Linked DNA regions of Mus musculus: all the other regions are linked to region 3. The links are chromatin contacts, called in public Hi-C maps. All regions are on one chromosome and are shown on one strand. Each heading gives the region's core, a stretch centred on a gene start, on an enhancer-like site or on the middle of the called end of the contact. The rest is flanking DNA. Distances are from core to core; before and after follow the strand shown. Region 1 overlaps Sox5 (SRY (sex determining region Y)-box 5). Region 2 has its middle 55 kb from the start of 4930407I02Rik. Region 3 overlaps 1700060C16Rik (RIKEN cDNA 1700060C16 gene).

The links. A called contact is a pair of places that touch in the nucleus more often than the background predicts.
Region 1: a contact with region 3 is called in a Hi-C map of uterus, with 2.9 times the contacts expected there. The contact joins two enhancer-like sites. A contact is called at or near these places in 1 of 15 datasets of contacts at CTCF or cohesin (the NIH/3T3 cell line), 4 of 484 Hi-C or Micro-C datasets (the 3T3-L1 cell line, embryonic fibroblasts and uterus), 2 of 115 datasets of contacts at active chromatin or transcription factors (embryonic fibroblasts and fibro-adipogenic progenitors) and 1 of 9 other capture datasets (embryonic stem cells).
Region 2: a contact with region 3 is called in a Hi-C map of uterus, with 6 times the contacts expected there. The contact joins two enhancer-like sites. A contact is called at or near these places in 1 of 15 datasets of contacts at CTCF or cohesin (pro-B cells), 22 of 484 Hi-C or Micro-C datasets (B cells, the C2C12 cell line, the F1.1 cell line and 14 more), 1 of 115 datasets of contacts at active chromatin or transcription factors (bone marrow-derived dendritic cells) and 1 of 9 other capture datasets (embryonic stem cells).

What each region holds. Positions count from the first base shown.
Region 1 is chr6:144,072,747-144,077,191 of GRCm38.p6, forward strand. All of the region lies in intron 3 of Sox5 (SRY (sex determining region Y)-box 5), which reads right to left. Among named protein-coding and RNA genes, the nearest start is that of Gm52485, 89 kb to the left of the region's middle. Within about 2 kb of position 2,360, at least 86 of the 459 cell types and tissues checked have an H3K27ac peak or open chromatin away from gene starts, as enhancers often do. A contact at or near this core is called in the NIH/3T3 cell line and uterus, where this site is marked.
Region 2 is chr6:143,313,889-143,318,349 of GRCm38.p6, forward strand. No RefSeq gene overlaps it. Among named protein-coding and RNA genes, the nearest start is that of 4930407I02Rik, 55 kb to the left of the region's middle. Within about 2 kb of position 2,128, at least 6 of the 459 cell types and tissues checked have an H3K27ac peak or open chromatin away from gene starts, as enhancers often do. A contact at or near this core is called in uterus, where this site is marked.
Region 3 is chr6:143,613,747-143,618,086 of GRCm38.p6, forward strand. 1700060C16Rik (RIKEN cDNA 1700060C16 gene) reads right to left here. Exons shown (of 5, transcript NR_045732.1): 3 at 1,729-1,963; 4 at 128-196. Among named protein-coding and RNA genes, the nearest start is that of 1700060C16Rik, 35 kb to the right of the region's middle. Within about 2 kb of position 2,890, at least 15 of the 459 cell types and tissues checked have an H3K27ac peak or open chromatin away from gene starts, as enhancers often do. A contact at or near this core is called in the NIH/3T3 cell line and uterus, where this site is marked.

The DNA.
Region 1 (4,445 bases), core at 1,110-3,609, 460 kb after region 3:
GAAAATACCAAAAATGTTGAAGTATGGACATGTAATGATTATAGGCATTGGGATTAAGATATTTTTTGAATCTATAAAAGAAAAAAAGCAAAGCTCTCTAATATCAATAGTGCTTCAGTAGAGGATGTTGTGAATCTAAAATCTTATTCATCCTAAATCTATTGCTATAAAATATCACCAAGAGTCACTTTAAACATGACACAAATGGGGAACTGGTATTGTAAAACAACATGCTATTGTTATTTCATTAAGCAGGGTGCAGTCAAGAACCTGTGTCCCCTGAATCCTTGGCCCAGCTGCACTATGGAGTTGTATTGAAAAACTTGTCAAAGCCTTTATTCTGCATATTCATGGCTAAAGGAGAGCTACGTGTTTGCTTTGACGCACCATTTGCAAATATGATGAATGCACTCATCTGAAATAAAGCTATATCAATTTAATTATCATCATAATCATATTCCTCAGAAGGAATTTCCATTGCTAACTTGGGAATTGAAGGTTCTTATTAACAGCACGCAACACTGAGACACATGGCTCTATTGTAGAAATAACCCAGAGTGCCTGCTGTCATACAATCTATCAATAATACTTCCTATTTGCATAGCTATGTGTTAAAGTCTAGAAGCATTGTGGAAGCTTCTAGCAAAGCTGAGTTATGAATCCATGACATTGTAACAAGAGGTTCCATGCTGGTGTCTATTACAGCTTAACTTGGAGGGTTAGGGGAGGTTTGGAGAAATGAGAAGGTGATTTTTGTGGACCTGTGTCAGCAGGTTGGACTGAGAGTCGGGAATAGAGGCTACTCCATTGCTTGTCTGTCATTTGCATCTGGGATTCCTGTAGCCGGGACAAGAGGCAGGACAAGCACTCGGGTAAAACGATGTTAGAGAAAAGGATAGAAAAACAGTAAGGACATAAAGAGCTGGAGTTAGAAGAAGGCATAAAAGGCAGCCATAATAAAACCCAGAAATACAGAAGAGACAGAATTGAAATAAAATGCCATGATCCACGCCACCATATGGCACTTCTAACTGAGGGTCCACCATGCTTTCTGGGGATTTATACCACCAAGATCTAGTGCCTAAGCTGCTTCTGGTTATATCAAGTGAATCAGGTGACACTAAGTTAGCTCTAGGTGTGACAAGAGCTTGGTGGCACACAAGCCTGAGTGGGAACTGTCTTCCGGGTCCTCATTAATGGAAGGAACATTGGAGTTGATTCAGCGAACCGCATTCTCATAATAGCTGTTTTCACGAATTTTTTCTTTTTAAACTCCTCAATGCAGACTAATGATACCATGCTAGAACACTGTTTAATAGAAGCGATTGTGTCTCTGCCTAAGAATGGGGCATGATGAAATCCTGCCTCTGTCCACAGAGGAAGCTGAGGAACGCTTCAGTACGCCTAGAGCTCTGGTAACCAGATATGAATATTCTATTTTCTGCTGAGCTTTTGCCAAGACTGGCACAGCAGATCTTGATTCGCATTGACAAGAACTTAGAAAGTGTAGATTATATGTTTCAGATCAGCTTAAGCAAATAATTCTACATTATGAGTCAAAACAATTTAATAAGTATTAATTGGATTAAAACTGTGGCAGGTACTACTCAATCGGAATAGAGGAAGAAACTATGTTTAAAGCGTAACACTATATTAAATATTGGTGGTGTGTTACAGCTAAAGAAGCCTATAAATATAAAAAAGTCTAGAAATATTATATATATATATATATATATATGCGTGTATATGTATAATTATTTATAAACTATATATAAAGTCGATCTGTGGCTCTTTTATTCACATGGAAACAATACCACATTCAAGTGAAAAAGAGTCTCCCCCAACCTTCAATAGAAGCCACAAATCTATACTACGCACTGGCAGAAACAATAAAGCAACTCAGGCAAGAAATCCAGGTTTCAGGTAAGGCAGTTAATGTATTTAACAGAGGAGGAGAGGAGAAGGAGGGGAGACAGGGAACAGGCAGATGCGAAGGGGAAGCAGGGAGAGAGGACTCAGATTTAATATTTGAAGAGTAAGCAAAGACACTTACTTCCTGCAATCTTGAAGGAGCACGTGGGGCTCCCCACTACTCCATCTAGAACTGGCCTTCACGGGGACAGAATGGAAACTATCCTTTCTAGTCAATGACACTCGAAGGAAGGGCCCCATCCCCCTTGGGTTTTAGTCTGTCGATTTCCAGCCTGCTCTTAAAGGAGAACTCGGTATTTCTTAAATTAAAACATCATGGGCATAGATCAGGAGCAATGACTCATGGGTTAAACACCAATGTGAGACGGTTTGAAGCTGTTCCTTGGCCACATGCTATCAATCAGGAGCTGCCCAGAATATATGAGTGAGTCACTACGAGTCTCACTACTACCGGGAAAGCTTCCAGCTAGCACACGTGAGCCATGGGCTCGCTTTCCCTAGCATTTATCTGGAAGGGATGTGGCAGATGTATTTCAAACAGACTTCTTAAGTCTTAACTTCAAAAATATATTTTTCTAACTGTAGGCAAGTTTTATGTCTGTGGCACATGTGACAGTCAGCTCGTCTCTAAGGTTGGCTTTACAGTGGGTGCTAATATTTGACTTCAGTCTTTCAGGAGGCTTTATCTTCTTTTATTACACATAATGTATTCTTAAAGCTTGCCCTATTTTATCAATAGCAATTACTGTCAATCTCTCTGTGTTCCTATTTCATAAGCTTTATCATAACTGTGTAGAAAAACGAAAACAGATAGTATCCATATGGATCAGCTCTGAGTGTGCTTTCAGGAACCCGCTTGGGCTTGGAACCGATCCCTTACAGACAAGAAGGACTCATATAGTTTAGCGTTTCTGACTAACCTGTCTCAAATACTGAGTTTCGAGGCAGAAGCAGCTTTTAAATGCTCACGTGTAAACCAGCCCATTTCTTAGCAGCACTTGGGAAAATATTAACTCAGTCCCCAGCCACTCGTCTTCTAATGTGCTAAGGTAACAAGCGTCTCTTCCACTCCTGGAAGGCGAGCAAACAGCTTTTAAGAGACCTAGAAGCCACGAGCACCTTTACCAATATGCCCAGTTTCATTCTGAGGTCTACAAGGAGCATACACAGGGAGGTGGTAGAAGCAGAAGCCCAATTTTGCCGTCTGGATGCAGGTAACTGAATCCAGTCTGGTTTTGGATGCCAGGGTGCGTGTGTAAGGATGAGAATAGGTACTCAACCCAAACAAGGAAATCGGAAGCTGGCCATAGGATTAAAGGACACCCAAACCAGGCCACAGCAAACCACACTTCCCCTTGATGAAGCTCATCTCAAGGAGTTGTTCTTGGCGGTATCTGTCACAGGATGCTTCCGCTAAGTATTCTGAAGAGAGCGAAGGGCAAAGCAAACCAATAACTCCTTTACATCTGTGCCTAAAGAGCATCAGCACAGACAACGTGCACCTAGCAATCTGGGCTCTGTGCGAAGATCGCTACAGTAATAACGGGAAAATGGCAAAGCGAACGTGGGAGCTGCAGCAGTCGCTGCCGTTTCCTCCTTTATGCGTTCTCCTTAATTGCCAGAAGATATTATTTTTCACCACTTAAATAATTTTCCCCGTGTTTATGTGAATTTTATTGTGTCACAATCACTTCTTAAGTGTCATGATTTTGCAAAATACACATTAGCATATATTACAATACTGGGAGATTTTGAGAAAGGCATTGTTAGAAGAAAATATCCCAACACCAAGCACATCGTGCATTGAGGCGGTAACTCATCAGGAATTTTATGAAACTCAACTGTAGGTTTTTGCTTTAAATATCTTTCCTGGCTCTTCTTATAGTTCGTAGGCAGCCGTAGCTCATCTCAGATTCAGTCTTGTCACAAACATATGTACCCTTCTCTGAGCTATTCTCTTTATAACCCTACATTTACCACAGGAGGGACTTAGCTCTCAACTCTCCCCATTATCATGACTATGTCAATTGATCCTGAATCCTTCTACTGGTGGCATCCAGATGTGTGTTCCCAAGTTTTTTAAGTATCTCTGGTCATTTTCTAGTCATAAATCAACAGATCCGATCTTCAGATCTCCAATCGACCTACCAGTAACCCAGATATACTAACAACACAGAGGCACAAGTACTTATCACCAAGGGTGGGGGATTAGACCCACACAAGCCAGAGACCCTTAATGGGGCCCAACTATGTGTATGGAGTGATGAATTGTATGCATCAGTTCTGTGCTTTCCAACACAGCCTGTTCAAGTAAGCATGCTTGAAATAGCACTTGTTTTTGCTGGAGAGAGAGCCATACGTTTCAGAGCACTCTGCCTGCAGTAAGAGCGATTCTGAACACTTTTACCACCACTATGCATGGTGTGAAGTTCAGGGTCGCCTGTTTACCTACAACTTGGCTCTTTGAGTGCATGTTGAATAATAAAGTTTGGACCAATCTTGTTACAGATTCA
Region 2 (4,461 bases), core at 878-3,377, 300 kb before region 3:
GACCTAATATGCCTTTCCAAATTTCTATAGATAGTATTTCCCTTATGGTTTGTGTTCTAGTTAATAATTGATGTGTTTCCTAGAATGGATTACCCACTTATACAATATAACTTTTTTAGGATTTTTTATTTTTATTTATTTGCATGTGTGTGTCACTGTTTGTATGAACACATGTGTCACTGGAGCTAGTAGAGTCAAATCGCTGAATCTGGAGTTACAGGCACTGTGAGCTGCTTGATTCAGGTCTCAGAACAAAGCCATGGACCTGGTCCTCTGCAAGAACAGCAGGCTCTCTTACCTGCTGAGCCCCATCTTAGCCCCCACGTGCTGCTGAGCCCTGTCTTAGTCCCCACATGCTGATATTGTTCACTTTCTCTAAAGTAGTTTCTCTCTCTACTTGTTAATACAATAATGCTTGGTGTGTTACACATGAATGTCTGTTCATCCCAGATAGCTTCTCATGATAGACCAAAGTATGATTTCATCTAAGTCTAATGTGGTGGGCTTTTTGAGAGACTGAGGCTGGTTGAGGGGTTACATGCAGGAGCACAGATAACTCCCAAACTACAGCATCTTCATCAAAATGTCCCACTCAAACATGTATGGTGTCCTGTGGGTGTTGCTTCATGGAGTCACACTTTCAATTAATCTCCCACTTCTTATATACTCAGGTATCTCCTAAGGTCACTCCAGCTGGAGGAAGGAGATCTCAGGTAAAGGTCTTTTGTCCCTGCCTTTCCCCATGGTCTAGAAGTGTCAATAGCCCTATTACCACCATCATACACCTACCTGGCCCTGCATTGGTCTGCTTTAGTTGCCATGGCTACAAAGTCTCAGTCCCAGATGGAATCTTGTTAAGACTGGAGGAAAAGTACCGTAGAACAACATCCCCTGCTCTTCTTAATCATCAGTGATTCATCAAATCTCAGGAAATGTAGTTGGTCTGTGTAGCTATCAGTGGGATACATTATTACTATTATTGAGCATATGACATAGTCTTAGACTAATTGGCTTTTGTTGGGGGTGTCTGTTTTCAATCAGGGAATGAATATCTTGAGTGGTACTATCAACTCCTAACAATTGAAGGTGAAATTTTAAGCTCATATAAGTAAGATTTAAAGAGATATAAAGAGAAATTTAAGTATCACGTATTAAATTTTGGAAACTGGTGGTTTCCAAAAATGTATGCAAATGCAAAGTTTATAAAATAAGTTACACGTTTCATATCTAGAGCCTCGCCTTTAAGATGAGGAATGTTTTTGAAAAGCTCTGGTCTGGGCATACGGATGCTGGTGTTGGTATATTTACCTATATGCTGTGGGTTGAGAAGACGGTAGACCCCTGGGCATTATGGGTCTATAGAAGCGCTCTGAAGGAATAGATTGGTCCTCTGGGATGCACTGTGTTTAGAATAGCTGCTTCCTTCACCTGTGGCCCTGGAAGCTCACTTTGGGAAAAACTAGTAGAGAGGCAAACAGAAGGAAACAGGGTTGCAATAGGATTCTTGGCTTGGCACAGCACACCATGAGCAGGCCTGGGTCTTGAGTCCCCAGACCTCTCAGATATTTTCCTTTACTTCATAGTTTGTGTGCATATGACTGTCACTCCTGCTCTGGTGAGCCCCTGGGAAAGGCTCAACAAATTGTCCAAGGGACAGGTCTTTGCTACAGGGTTCTTAGAAACTCTCTCAGTTGGCTTTGTAGTTACTTAGAATTTTTAAAAGTTAAGAAAAATTTTTAAAATGTTTTATGCATTTATATATTCTACACTGAACTTGTTTCTCCTTATTAAGTCCCTCTCCCATGGGTGATCTTAAGGTGACCAAAGGGTTGAGAATAAGAACAAGACTTCAGAGAAATTTTCATTATTCTTACCATTCTCTGATACACTGATCCTTGGGAAAAATACAGATCATTCTGAAGGAACTCCATCTTCACAACATTTATCATAACATAATAAACAGAATTTGAGACAGGGATGGGGGCTTGGAAGGTTTCCACCAAGGCCATTGCGTACGGAACCTCTTGTTCTGGTCTAAGTGTCTTGATTTCCTCTTCCTATCTCTTTCCCTCCTTGGAGGTATTCCAGTGGATTGCACAAGCCATCTTTTACAAGCCAGGAGGATCTTAAACTGGACCACGTGAGGAACAAGGCACAAAGCAAGTCTCCCGTCTCACCAGAGGAAGGAAGACATAAACAGAGTCCAGCATTTGTTTGTATGCTGGCCGGCCGCTCACTTCCCGCCTCTGTGATGTTCTTGTGAGCATCCTGGAGGTCTTTCCATTGTTGATGTTTGGTCGTTTCATCAGCTATGGTCCTCCGTGTCTGTGCCTGAGACTATCTCAAAGCATCAACATGCAGTTCCTGTGTAGCTATTAAAACCCGGCTGATAAAATATCAAAAGAATTACCCAGAGCGTTTGATTGGCTCCCTGCTCCTGACTGTTTCCCAAGTAATAGTTTATGATTTTTATTCTGAAATTCAAAGATAAAAGTCTTGGTGACAGATTGGAGGAGGAACTGAAGAGCCTGAAGTACAAATCATTGATTAATCACGTTCATTTATAAGCCTCCAGGCTTCTTTTGGCCTGCTAAAAACTTATTAACTTAAAATTATTTAGTATAAAAATTCCTACAAGATGTGATTTTATGTTTTTCTGACCGAAACTAAACTCAGCAAGAATTTTACTTAACACACAGTGAGAAGACAGCACCTGATGTGATCAAGTAAAAATCCTTTATTTTTAGATTTAAAATTGTCAGTCAGAAGACAGATTCCTTTGAGCTTGCCACGTGTTTTTCTCCCTAGTCCTTGGAGGACACAGAATACCCCGTGTCAACGAAAACCCAAGTCTTTATGTAGTAGATACGTACTATGACTATTTAGCAAGTGTTTATGTTTGTTATCAGAAAATGTGGATTTGTCCAGGAAACACTTAAAATGCACTGATGGTCGAGGGGACGTGGGTGAGCTAAGAGGATGACATTAAAGATTTTATGTATGTGCCTGAGTTCGTGTCACCCAGTGTGTGTAGTGCCTACGGAAGCCAGAAGAGGGTGTCAGGTTTTTCTTTGTGTGTGTGTGTGTGCATGTTTGTGTGTGCACAGTGGTGTATATGCTTGGAGCTGGGGTTAGAGCATTGTGAGCCACCTTATGTGGGTGCTGGGAACTCGGGTCCTCTGCAAGAGCAGTATGAGCTCTTAAATACTTAGTATACTTTGCTTCTCTCTCTCTCCTCCACTGCCCGCCCCAATCCCCATCCCCTTACTGGTCCCTTTCCTCCCTCCAAGCGGTGTCCTTTCTGCTCTCATCTCACAGGTATTACACTCTCTAATTCCCTTTTCCCCTTCATACTCTCTTACTTTCATATTCTAAATGTATGTGCACACACACTCATGCACACTCACATGCATACACATATATACACATTCATGTGTACACTGTGGACACAAACATGTACACACATGTACACACATGTACACACACACACACCACACAACATTGACTCTAGATTCTGGATTTGAGAGGATGCATGGGACACGTGGTTTTTTGCTTTTTGTTTTTTGTTTTTTTTGTCTGTCTAGATCTCCAGATCCTCCCTCTGCCTCTCCCCTGTCCTTTTTTTTTTTTTTTGGCACTGACTCCTTATCATGGTTTTCTGTTTACTTTCTGGGTTATGGGATGAAACTCCAGTCTTTAATTCTGGGGTGTCCTTACATTTGTCTGTTTCTCTCATTAGGTAGTCACAATTTTGTCTGATTACTTACTCTAGGAGGCACCTGCCCTATCTCCATGGCTACAGTCTCGTCTTTTTTCATAGCTGTACCCATCCTTCTGGGCCTGAAGGCGTCCTGGATGTGATGGCTTCCTGTGGTTTCAACCCTGATGACCTCTTGTCCCTCTGTAGAATCACATCCCACATCTCTGACCTCTGACGTTATCACTGTCATATCTGAAGAGCTGATGATCTTTGAGGTACTGTCTAAATGTCATGTGCCACAATTATATTTGCATCCTAAAATAGTAGGCGAGAGAGGGCTTTGGTCCACTGTTGTAACTAGAACCAGACCCTGTATTAAGCAGGAAGATGCTGCCACCGTAGTTCTCTTGATTGCACAGACTGTGATAGGACTAGGATTTGGCTTCCTACTTAGATGATGCTTTCATTCCAGACATGTAGGTCTCTTTGGCTTGTTTTCCTTTCGACACCTCCTTTCCTTTCCTTTCCTTTCCTTTCCTTTCCTTTCCTTTCCTTTCCTTTCCTTTCCTTTCCTTTCCTTTCCTTTCCTTTCCTTTCCTTTCCTCCCTCCTCCGCTCCCTCCCCCTCCCCCCTCCCTCCCTCCCTCCCTCCCTCCCTCCCTCCCTCCCTCCCTTCCTTCCTTCCTTCCTTCCTTCCTCCCTCCCTTCCTTCCTCCTTCCTTCTTTTCTTCCTTCCTTCTGAATTTGTCTGAATGACAGCTA
Region 3 (4,340 bases), core at 1,640-4,139:
TAATAAATATGAGTTACCACTCTCCTCCTCCTCTATACCACCCCAACACCTGCCTCCTTCACATAGAATAACGCATACATGAACATGATACAGTAGCTCACTTTCAGTGACCTCTTTAGGAACTCACTGCATGATAGAGGAGCCACGGGCACTATGTGGTATCAGGAACGACAGCTGTGGTCAGTCCCAGCTCGGGCTGCAAGAACAGAATGCATGTGGAATTTAGAAGGCCTAAGACTCCACACAACATGTAAAATAGCTCATGTGTATCATTAGAATTAATTACATATTAGAATAGTACTTCCTTCAATTGAGTGGATCTTCTAAAATTCCTAAAGGCCAGAAGTCCTGTGCCAGGCTCCCTTTTGTCCCCATGGTACACATGGGTTTGTTAGGGTTTCTTCAGCCTTTCCCTCCAGAATCCCACAGTAGACTGTGACTAAGTGGCATTCCTGTTTTCTGTGTTTGGGTTCTCTGGGCATTGGATGTCAAGGGCGTTTAAGCCCAGCCTGCTCTGCCAGGAGAAAATAACAGGGAAAATCAGGAAGGACCGGTAAGGTCCATGACCTTTACGCAGGGCCGGAGTACAGGCCTGCGCATGGCACCTTCCTCCCTGGGAGTGAGAGGCAGGTCTATTTCTAAAGTCATTTAGTATCTTCTGCTGAAAGGAACCATATGTCACACAATGAAATATATTCCGGGCAAGATGCACATACATCTCACAATAAACATGTATGCAAATCGTGCAAAGATTCGTTTTAGGGACAGGGATGGGCTGATGTTATCCATACCAGTTCTGTTGAATGTGTCCTGGGGCCTCTCCTCTGAAGTCAGATCTAGCTTTAGTGCCTTCCTACTCTGCCCTGACCCTTGGCAATGGCAGTTTTACACGAGAGAATGCTGAGATTTCTGTTTCGTTTTGTTTCTGGTGAAGGGCTTGTTCCTGGTCACTGAAATTTAAGTCTCAATAAATCACAATCTTGCAAAGGATTGGCACATGCCCAGCGGGCCTGGCAGATCTCTGAGTGTCTCTTGGGAGACGTTTTGGGTGGGAATGGCAGCAGGCACAGCTCCCAGGACCCAGAGCTGGGGCCTGCCCTGGTGCCCTAGAGCTGCAAGTGTTTCCCTTTAACGATTTGGAACACAGAGCTGACTCCTAATTGCAGCCCGTGCTGAAATTAGGATGCTTTTGGAAATGCATCTTTGCAAGGGTCCTGCTGCCTAAACGAGTCTCCGTTGCAGGTGACGGGGAAGAAGAGGCGCGTGGGGTCCCAATCATGTTGTGCTGGCTGCAAATCAACATGAAAATTCAGAAATCAGTGCAGCTCAGTGCAGCCCAGGAAATTCCATTCAGGGAGTGGAAGGTTCTGGCTGCGTGGTGCTGTCCCCTTTAATTGTCCCCTGCTCTGTCTGTTGCTTCCTATCACGCATCCTTCTGAAAAGCCATATTGGCACAAATACACATTTAGGATTTGATTACAAAGTTCCCTCCATTTACATGTACAAGACAGAGCCTACTGTGACAGATTAGTGCTCCTAAAGTTTGGGAGGGAGGCTAAACAAAGTGTTACTTTCACAATGATGGAAATCTTCAGGAAGATCTAGTAAATCACAAAGAGCTCCGTGATGCTGCTACCTGTGGGCTGGATGCGTCCTGCAAGCTGACAAGAGGCTGCACTGCCGATTGTCCTACCTTTCCTGCCAGACCACCCCAGCTGTGGTACATACCACAGCATTCTTCAGGCATTCCAAAGAAGAGCAGCCTGAGGCCCGCCTGTGTGAGCCACCTCAACAATCCTGGAAGCTGTTGAAGCTGGGGCAGAGGCCGATCAAGTCAACTGTTGTGCAAGGCCAGGGCTGAGACGGAACTCCAGGACCTCATGAAACAATTCTGGGTGTGGTGGTTGCTGCTCATCAGCATAGCGCATGTGGATCCGTGGGACTTGCAGGAGAGCCTCAGTTCCTGGAAGAGAGACCTTGACTCAAAACTCAAGGAAGATGGTGCCCAAGGAATGACACCCAAAATGCTCCTCTGGCTTCCACATGTACCCTCATATATGCACAACTATATATACCCACAAACACACACACACACACACATGCACACACACATACCTGTTATAAACAGCATATAAAAATACCATTTCTGAGGCGATTCTGCCGTGCCCAACTTAGTACATTCACACACGTATACATTCATACATGCACAGTAACACATGCATGTGCATGCATACGTGCACATAGACTGAGATGATAGCTAACAGCCAAAGCCCTCCCTCACCCACATTGCCTCTTCCCTGCCTTTCCTCTTCCCGTGAATGCCCACTCGGCCCAGATCCCCAGTGCTTCCTCCCACTGGAAGGGCCTCAAGCGGCCTCTGAGCCTCTCCCACCACAGTGGTCTTCTGCTTCTCTTTAACTCCTCTAACAAATGTCTGGGCTGCATCTTGCCATCCGGTCAGACTCAGCTCTCTTTTGTGGAGCGCATCGGTGTTAGCTTGTGCTTACTGAACCCCAGTCTCACATTAAGAGCTTCTGTCTACGGACTTGAGGAGGGAGACCTATCCCTACCCTGAGAAAATCTCCACCTCCACTAAGCTTTAAGGCCCAGGCTTCCATGTGTCTGTTTTCCTTGTTGCTTTTGTGGATAGATGGACAAATTAATTGAGGCTTTTGCTAGTTGTGGAAGTCAAAGGAGGAGACTTTGTACTGCATTTTATGTGAGGGACTGCGGTGAATGAAAGATCTAAACAATGGACATGATACTAGGACATTTTCACTGCATTGGCTGAGGCCCCAAGATGGCGGGGGAGGCCAGCGCTACTCTCTCTGGCACTTTCAGCACCTTCTATAAACAGTGTCATGGAGCATTCTGGGAAAAAGAACATTTCATCCTGGTGTGTCAGCACTGGGTCAGCTGAAGGAAACTCTGTTGTCAGGGTTAGATGACTCTTCCTTTACTGGCCTGTAAGGAGATGAGAGCTGATAACGTGTTGCAGGCTGTCTGTGGTGACTGTGGGAGAGTTTATGTCCTGTTGCTTCGTGTATTTTCTGTAGTGTAGAATTTCCTCCCATGAGCAGTGGCTACATATGATCCATGCATGAAGCAACATTAGGACTCTGGGAATTATTTATCTTGTTATGACTTCATGGGTACACTTAGTCTGCAAATTTGGGGTCATTTCTGCTGGTGGCTAAGTTGTGTGTCACTGACACATGGTGCTGTGTATTAAAAATGCATGGTGGTGAGTTATTCTTGGTGCTGAGTTGTTTACCAGCAACTCGGTTACATAACGCTAGTGCTTGGTGTCGAGTTGTGAGTGTCTAGTACTTGGTACTGAGTATTATATCACTAGTGCTTAGTGTTGAGTTGTATAGACCTAGTGTTGTTCTGAGTTGTATGTTTGTAGTACTTGGTGTTGAGTTGTGTGTCTCTAGTGCTGTGTGTTGAGTTTCCCGTCTCTAGTGCTTGGTGCTGACTTGTGTGTCTCTAGTGCTGTGTGTCTCTAGTGCTTTATGTCGAGTTGTGTGTCTCTAGTGCTTGGTGCTGAGTTGTGTGTTTCTCATGCTAGATATTGGGCATCAGTAAGGCTGGGTGCTGAACCAACAGGAAACAGGTTGAGAGAAGAAGAGGGAATTATTGTCCACACATGAGAGATGTGTCTTCTACTATAAAGTAAATTTGTTACAGAGCACAGATGCAGGCCTAGACCTTGAGCGTTCTGGTGGAGACCTGAGCAGGCTGAGTGGGACAGGTATTAAAATCACAGTCTGCCCCCCCCCTCACCCCATCCCCCAGATGGCTGCCTCACAAAGTAGATTTACTTTCAGTGAACACTGAGCAGGCTTTTCAACCCCTCTCTGCCCCCATGGAGTCCCCTACAAAGTCAGGGAAAGTGACAAAGTACAGATGAAGTCACTCATCTGGGGGGACCTAGTCCTCTTGTCATCCAGAAGACCCAGTCCTCTGGTCATCCGTGGGCTGTGTGTGACTCAGTCCCCCCACCCTGTGCTCAGAAGCCCACTGGGATCGCAGGAGACCGAGACCAAACTGAATCTTTATTTCCATTCACTAGCTGTGATTAAATCACTCATAAAGATGTCTTAGAATGCCAACAAGCTCAGACCACACCACTCAGCCCCTCGTAGCAGTCTTAGGTCATGTTCCTGTGGGGTGCTAAAGAGACAGAGGTCCACAGGACCCTTCCATTTTTATTAAATCTGTATGTCTGAGGGCATTGGGGGGTCTGCAGTGAGGGCAGTGAAGATTTTTTGGAAGTTGTAAATTATGGAACAGAAATGAGAAACTAGATGCTGAGAACCTAACAGAATGTGATTCTC